Regions from separate parts of the Mus musculus genome. Here region 1 is linked to region 2. A link is a contact called in public Hi-C data. All regions are on one chromosome and are shown on one strand. The core of a region is the stretch at or near the end of the contact, and the rest is flanking DNA. Distances in the headings are between cores, read along the strand shown.

Evidence for each region. Hi-C and Micro-C count contacts between places; a contact is called where the count stands out from the background.
Region 1: a Hi-C map of B cells shows a contact between it and region 2, with 2.5 times the contacts expected there. The contact joins two enhancer-like sites. A contact is called at or near these places in 2 of 39 promoter capture datasets (3T3-L1-derived adipocytes and pre-B cells), 1 of 484 Hi-C or Micro-C datasets (B cells), 1 of 115 datasets of contacts at active chromatin or transcription factors (large pre-B cells) and 1 of 9 other capture datasets (embryonic stem cells).

The regions. Positions count from the first base shown.
Region 1 is chr15:75,656,076-75,660,349 of GRCm38.p6, reverse strand. Top1mt (DNA topoisomerase 1, mitochondrial) reads left to right here. Exons shown (of 14, transcript NM_028404.3): 13 at 2,520-2,666; 14 at 3,136-3,317. The coding sequence ends at 3,238. Among named protein-coding and RNA genes, the nearest start is that of Top1mt, 21 kb to the left of the region's middle. Within about 2 kb of position 1,574, at least 22 of the 459 cell types and tissues checked have an H3K27ac peak or open chromatin away from gene starts, as enhancers often do.
Region 2 is chr15:74,900,579-74,904,440 of GRCm38.p6, reverse strand. No RefSeq gene overlaps it. Among named protein-coding and RNA genes, the nearest start is that of Ly6m, 21 kb to the right of the region's middle. Within about 2 kb of position 2,035, at least 63 of the 459 cell types and tissues checked have an H3K27ac peak or open chromatin away from gene starts, as enhancers often do.

The DNA.
Region 1 (4,274 bases), core at 325-2,824, 760 kb before region 2:
GGAATCAAGTCTGAGTCTCTGGAAGAGCAGCCCGTGCTCATCTTCTCTGCTGCTTCCTTACCACTGAGATGTTGCTTTGAGTCCAGGCTCCAGGGGCACAGAGGAGTGTTGGCCACCACGCTCTGACCTTTCTTTTGCTATAGGACTTCCATTGTGTTTCAGAGTCACCCCTGTGTATCCCCAGGGGCACATCTGGGTTGATGCCCGAGGGTGTAGCATATGCTGGGAGCTGAGCATGCAGCAAAGGAGGCAGGATCAGTGAAGGGAAATTTTCACAAGGGAAGAAAACATCTGTGTACTCAGGCTCCTTCTTGATTTGCTCCCTTTATTCTTGGCACCACAAACGGGATGACATTCGAGGGACCACATATGCAAGACACCCGTCTATCTGGAAAGTTTCTGAGCCCTTTCCCATGAGCCAAGACCCAGACTTTAAGAAGGAAATCCAGGCTCAGCATGAACTATGTTGTCTGTCTGTGGAACATATTGAGCCTAATGAGCAAGAATAGCAGGAACCCTCGTGAAATACTAATTCCAGGCACCACCCATAGGCCAGCCTGTCCTGTGGGCTGTCCTGTGGGTAGCTAGCCAAGCCTAGCTCTGGTGACTTGCCCCACCCTGGGTGACCACCTAACTTACGGCAATGCAGCTGCTGGTGGTCTGTTGGCCTCGTTTCCTGCTCTCAATGGTTGCTTCTGCCACAGTGTGTGCAGGTGGATAGTCACACCACCCGTGCACATGGAGTTGCTCAGTTATTCTTGTTTGGCATGGGGATCTTCCGCTTCCTTTTTTTGACTTGGCTAGACCAGAGCAGCGTTAACAGTCTGTGGTGTCACTGTGTCTTGCATCCAACCTGAGAGACAGAGCTTTTGGTCTCAGTCGTCAGCATGGTGGTCACTGTGTGCTTGCATGGATACTTCTCCCGGGATTTGCAGGGTTGTGTGTGCACACGTGTGACCATGATGGGTGCTGGGGACTGTCAGGTGTCCTTTCTGAGATGACGGTGGGGTTTGTCCGCCTGTTCCAGTTGCATGCCCATGGCTGTGATCTCTGCCCTTTATCTCATGCAGAATTGGGCTTCCGTTCCTTTGCAGCTTCTCTTCTGTTTCCAGAGGGTGGGATGCCTTTGTCTGGTTTGATCAGAGTAATGCTGGCTCCAGAAAATGAGTTGGGACGTGTTTCCCTCCTCTATTGGAGACCTGGTGCTGGTGGCTCTGTAGGCATTTGGTGGAGGGCTCCGCGGTGCCCTTACGGGGGCTTTGCTTTGGGAGCAGCTTTTAGTGATCAGTTTGGACTCTGCTTGACATCGATCTGTCTAGGTTTCGTATTCCTTCTTGAGTCAGTGAGTTCTGTTGTTTTTCGGGAACAGTCGGTGATAAGGCTTTGTGTCCAGCTGTCCATGACACCCCCACTCCTTTGTGCTTCTGGAATGTCCTTGAGCATTTCTGACCGACTGACTATAGTTCCTAAGGGCTGAAGTTTTCTCCTTGTGACAAGCTTCCTGAGGTGCGGAGCTCTGCCTTCTCACAGTGGCGTGCTGCAGATGTCAGTTAGTCCAGGGGGCATTCAGTGAGGCGTGCAGCTGTCACAGCACAGCTGCTACGAAATGTCCCATGTGTCGCCTGAAGTGCTCTGCGGGGCACGAGGCTCCTTCCTGCCTCCTTCCCTGCATACGGTGGCCCACGGGTCACACTTGGCCTCCTGGCCTTTCTGCTTGTGCTCTTGACAGCGACTCTGCCATTGCTGGAGCGTGGCTGTCACTGAGCAGGTGGCTGCTGTGGCTCCTGCTGCCCAGCCTTTTGCAGCTCATTCCCATGCCTGTCCACTCTTCCACATTTGTGTCTGCAGCACTGGTCCCTAGGGTTGGGATCAGAGTACCACGTGGTGGCGGGATCAGTAGCAGGTTGCCATGGGCGGGTAAGGAGAAGGGTGGAAGGGGGACCTCGTTTTAAAATGTATTTTCTTTAATGAGTCTTTTTTTAAAAATCTATTTATCATTTTATTTCTATGGGTCTTTTACCTGCTTGTATGTCTGTGCACCATGCATGTGCCTGGTGCCCGAGGAGGCCAAAGGAGGGCATTGAATCCCCTGATACTGGAGTTACAGACGGTTCTGAATTGCCATGTGGGTGCTAGACATTGAACTCAGGTTGTCTGGAAGAGCAGCCAGTGCTCTTAACTGCTGAGCTAACTCTCTAGCCCCATTAATTTCTTTAAGAAGACAGGAATAAGGGCTGGACAGCTTCTCGAGTCATAGAGGCATCTGTTCCTGTGCCTGTTCTTAGCCTTGCCCGCCCCCTTGTTGGCATTGCACGGTTCCCTCCATCCATGGAGCCAGCAGCCTCCCTGGGTGTGGTGCGGGTTGGCCTCAGCTTTGACCCCTCTGGACTTCTCTCCCTTTATGCCTGGAGAAGGCTAACGAGGCCATTTGCAGGAGGGACGTGAAGGTGGGGCAGAGGAGGTGGTGGTGACGCGGGTCTGCTCTCGGCAGCCGGTACAGGGATCCCCTCTTCCAACAGTTTCCTTCAGAAGCAGCGACGATTGTTAAAGCTGGAAGAACAGCTGGCCCGATTGTGCGCGAAGGCCACAGACAAGGAGGAGAATAAGCAGGTGGCCCTGGGCACCGCCAAGCTCAACTATCTGGACCCCAGGATCAGCATCGCCTGGTGTGTGATCTGGGGCCACTGTCCCCGTGTGTGACCTGAGGGCTTTAGGAGGCCCCAGCACAGTCCCATAGGTGCCCCGCCCTGTATCTGGCCCTGTGCTAGGCACAACTTCTTGTGACAGGGACCACCTAACTGGATGGCCCTGATGACTCTGTTCCTGAGTCCAAGTCCTGTCTTTAGACCTCTTTCCTCTGAGCTTTGGGGTGGTTGGGACTGCCAGGACCCTGCGAGCACTAAATCACATGAGTGCTTGGTCTGCCCACTGGGGGTTGGGCCTTGCTCAGTGGCTAGCTAGGCCATACCAGGGATGTCATGATACGTGGGGAAGGAATACAATTGGGTTGTGATGCCCCGGAGAGCAGGTCTAGGTGGCACTGGGTATCTTGGTCACCCAGATGTGCGGAGGCCACTACCTCTTTCCACACCTTGGCCGCAGGGCAGGACTCAGAACTGATGTTGTTACCTCCAGGTGTAAGAGATTTGGAGTGCCTGTGGAGAAGATCTACAACAAGACCCAGAGAGAGAGGTTTGCCTGGGCCTTCAACCAGGCAGGTGAAGACTTTGAATTCTAAGCAGCCTCTTTGCCGCTGAAATGTTCTTTCTCACTGTGAAGCAGTATTGTGGTTTTTCTAGAATAAAATGTCGGGGGAAGGTGTTTGTCACTGTGACCTAGAACAAAGGCCCCAACAACACTGACTGACCTTGGAAACACCCTGAGCATGGCCTGAGTCTCCCACCAGCTGCTTCCAGCCCCCTGAGTGAGGTTTCTGTTTGAGGAGAGAGCAGGGGTGGAGGGGGTGGGGGGCTGGAGGCTGGGGTGGCTGGGACCCATCACCATATACCTGAGCTCGACACAAGGTTACAGATGTCCTTAGCACAGTTTCCAGTGGTAGTTTTCACTTCCTGCCTCAGCCAAGCTTAAGATGGAATCCAGGACTCAAATATGGCAAGCACACACGTTACCATGGAACATACCTCCAGCCATGCATACACGTTACCACGGAACATACCTCCAGCCATCTATAGCCTCTGATTCATGTCTTTCTGCCTTGGTTTAGCAGCCTTGTATTCTTCCAGGTCTTGTTCTGCTCCTTGAGTTTCTGTGTCCTCTGGGGTCACAGTCTTTTCGGGCACTGTTGCCTGGGCGTGCCTGCCCTGGCTGCTGCTTTGCTCCAGTTATGTACCCCACTGCAGGAATTTAAGTGAAGTTCTGGCTTCCCATGCAAGCCCCATGACAAGCCCAGAGGACCCCAGGAAAGTGTGGGTGTGGGTGACCCTCCATGCCTAGGGTGCACTCAGCCAGCAGGATCCAGTTCTTCCACATCCCTCCCCCCCCCCCCCCCCCCAACAGGCCTTACTGTGCTTGGACAGTAAGAAAAAGGAACCATGGGATACAGGAGGTAAAGGCATCAATGCAGGGCCCAGGGCCCAAGCCCCAGGGAGGAGACCAGAGCAATGTAGGCTTGGCTTCTCCGAAGGCCTGGTACACACTGCACTCCTCCACTTTGTCTTTAGTTGGGCTATCCTCCCATTCTCAAGACCTCTTATGTTTTACGTTTATGTTCTTTGATGGGTGTGGCAGCCCCTGTCTGTGTCAAGAGGCTGAGG
Region 2 (3,862 bases), core at 786-3,285:
GAGACAAGGTCTCGTATAATCTAGTCTGGTTGCTTCAACTTCTGATCCTCCTGCCTCCACTACCCAAATACTGGGATTATAGGTGTGTACCACTACACCCAAAATTTATAATTAAATTTTAAAAATTATTTATTACATTTATTTGTGTGTGTGTGTGTGTGTGTGTGTGTGTGTGCATGCTTGCACATGTGTGTGAGTGTGTGCCTTGGTTTGAATATGGAAGTCAGAAAACCTGATGGAGTCAGTTCTTTTTTTCCACCATTCCAGTGCTGGGAATTGAACTCAGGGCATGAGGCTTGGTAGCAGGTATCTTTACCAACTGACCCACCTCCCTGGTCAGAAATTTCATTTTAAATGTATGTTTAAAATCACTTTACAGAACTTCTGAAATCTTCACCCTCAGCTCGCCCAAACCCAGCAGCTGTTGGCAGCACGCGTGCCTCAGTTGCTTGCTCTAGCTCACCCACTGGCTCCTGGCTCAGCACACGGGTTTTCCTAAAGCTGACCAGGATGAAAGAACACAGGCTGGAGAGGTAAGCTAGGCCCACAGCCATCTTTGTGGTGGTAAAGATGGAACACAGGCTTGCTCACACATGCATATAGTCATACCATATACCCTACCGGGAGGACAGAAGTGGGCTTGACAGGGCTCTGGGCCAAGGACCCAAGGGCCTTGTTTCAGGTTCTCCATCTGTAGAGGCTTTTCTCCATGTCCTGTCCTGTTCTTGCCCCTTCCCCTGAGTGCCCAAGGCTTCCTGTCTTTCCTCCCTGCCATCTCTTCATCTCTGATCTTTTCCTGTGTCTTTGACATTGTACCTTCCCCCACTGAATTCAAATCCATGACCAGAATTAGGGCTGAGGCAGGGGATGGGGGTGAGGTACGTGGGTCTGAAGAGCTCTGATGAGCGGAAACCAAAGTTTTCTTAGAAACAGAGGTCAGAGTTTGAGGGTCTCATACTTACCCTAACTCAGAGAAGCCCACAGGTCCCATTCTACAAAGAGGGTCTGTTGTAAACGGAGAGATTCAGCAAACACCACAGCCTTGAGAGTTAAAGGACATGTGTGATTTAGAAAGCAGGAAGGTCAAACAGAAAAGGTCAAATCTCTTTCTCCAGAGTGGCTAAAGGGGTAGGACTCAAACACAGGAAATATTAAAAAATGAACCTGCCAGCTCTCTACATGGTCCAACCACACTCTTGGGCTCCTGCCACCGCCGCCAACTCTTTGGAGCTAGCCCCCACAGCATCTGGCTCACTTTTCCCGGGAGCTACTAGTTCCATCTCTGCTATAATCTCCTGTAACAAGCGGTCCCACACTCCAGTAACCAAATAGATCTGCCATCCTTGAGGTTTGATAACACAATACCCAGTAACCTGGTAAAATCAAGACTCTTAAGCTTAAAGCTAACCAATTGGATTTATATATCAATAATATCACAATTTACAAGGTGCCAATACAATAATGTCAGAGGCAACTGATAATGATAAAAGCTTTATCCCAATATTTCTAACCTTGTGAAATCATAGCTACTTGTGGCTGGTAATCACCATGGGGGTTCACGTCCACATCCACGTCCACAACCACAGTTCTTCTTTCCCTGCTCTGAGATGCTCTCTCTGTGTCTCTCTCTGTCTCTCTTTCTCTGTATCTCTCTCTCTTTCTCTCTCTTAGCTCTACCTCCCCATTTCCCTGTCCAACTACAGGCCTCCTCTGCACTAATGTAATTGGACAGGGAAAATCCTGCGACAAGGTGACGTGCTCTAGGCATGTTGCTGCCTCACTAAGCTACAACCTCAGGGAAAATACTTTCTTAAAACAAAAACAGCCAAGGCCAACAAGTGAGAACAAGTAGGAATAGCCATATCCAAACCCAAGATCTGTGTAGAGAGCGGCATAGGGATGGATGATAAATGGACAGAAAACAGTGGAGCGAGCAAATGGGTTGGTATTTTGTGGGACCAATCAGGAGGTGCTTGACTGTTTCTGCTTCAGATAAACAGATCAAGTGATCCAGAGAGTAAAGGCGTTGCTAAGCAACGCAGTCTGGCCTCCAGGCTGTTTGCAGCTGTTACAGTGATGTCGAGAGGTTATTATGCCACAGGAGAAATGCTTGTGTGAACATGGACAAGTGGGCTGGAGAGGTTTCTCAGTGGTTAGAGCACTGGCTGCTCTTCCAGGGGATCTGATTTTAATTCCCACTATCCACATAGCAGCTCACAATGCCTGTAACTCCAGTCCCAGGGGATCTGACATTCTCTGGTGGCCTGCTCAGCCATCAGGCACACACAGGGTACACAGACATACATGAAGGGAAAAAACTCATATATATAAAATAAAAATTTTTTTAAAAAAGGTTTTAAAATGTGGACAAAGAGCTGGGCATATAGCCCAGTTGGCAGCATGAATAAAGACATAGGTCCAATCTCCAGCATCCGATGAAACAGTCTGATGCAGCATACCCATAATCGCAGCATTTGGGATGTAGAGGCAGGAAGATCAGTTCAAGGTTATCCTTGGTAACTTAGGGAGTTTGAGACCAGCCTTGGCTATGTGAGACTCCGTCACAAACAAACAAACAAACAAACAAACACAACAAACCTGAAAAAAATGTGCACACGGAGAAGAAGTATTTGTGCTAAAACTTCCTGGAGTAGAAGAGGAAAGCCTGGGTTATCACAAAGGACAGGAGGTCTGTGTGTAGTTTATAGACACTTGACTTTCTTTAAAAAAAACAATCTTTTTATGTAACTGCGGCTAAGCTTGTGATCCTCTTGATTTAGCCTAAGGATGGAATTATAAATACATCACTGGTTTCTCACTTTTTTTAAAAAAAAAAGTGGGGGTTGTGTTCATGTATTGAATGGATGCATATTATGCAACCAGTTGTTTGATGGGTATTTGTGGAATGTCCATCTTGGACTGGCCTAACTAGAAAGGTCAATCCAGTGTTCTAGACCCTCTGTCTAGTTCATGTGGATCTTTGTTCTGGCCACTTCTTTGCTGGCTAGAGAGCCTCCCAGTAATGTCCCATGGCACCTCAGTCCCCAACCCCAGAGCTACTGGCCACTCCTACTAAAACAGCAGTACTGAGACACAACTTTCTATTTTCCAGTACAGCCCTAGGCAGACCTTTGTGACAACCTTAAGCATAGTAGGACCATAGTGCTGGTAACCTCGCTCTTCTTTCTAGGCTGGGCACTTCCTAGGCTGCAAGACACTCCAGGGTCCATCTTTGAAGGTAGAAATGAGTCTCCTTGAAGCTGTTCTCCTGGAGGCTGCAGAATGAGCTCATGTTATTGAAATTACCAGAGAGAGTGGAAGCAGGTGGGTAAAGAAGGAAGTGAGGGGCATGGGATGGCAGCTCCTGGCAGAAAAGACATAGAAGCATGGACCCTGATGATCAGAGGCAGCGGCGGGCAGGGCAGTCTCCTGGTTTGTTCTGCTTAGCCTAGGCGGGTAGATCTTTCTTTGGGTGTATGTGTGTGTGTGTGAAGCATCTGTTGTGTTCTGAGCACTGTAAGGAGCCTGGCATGCTTATATAATTGACTATTTGTCCCAAGCCTGTGAAACAGCAGTGATGGTCTACCTTCAGTTTTGAAGTGTGCCAGTGGCTGCTGGGAAGCGGGTGATCTTTTGTTAGTGGTACCCAAGTAATAAATGGCAGGGCAAGTACTGGGCCCCAGGCCTACCGTAACCCATGCTCTCTCTGATTCTACCTGTACCACTAGGCTCTTGATGTGCCCATTTTCTCTGTGGCAGAGTGGGATACTCTGCAAACAGAACTCTGTCTTGGATGCTTGGATGCTGCCCTGCCTGGGTGTCCCAGCAACCCGGGATACTTACTCATCAATGCCAGACTCCA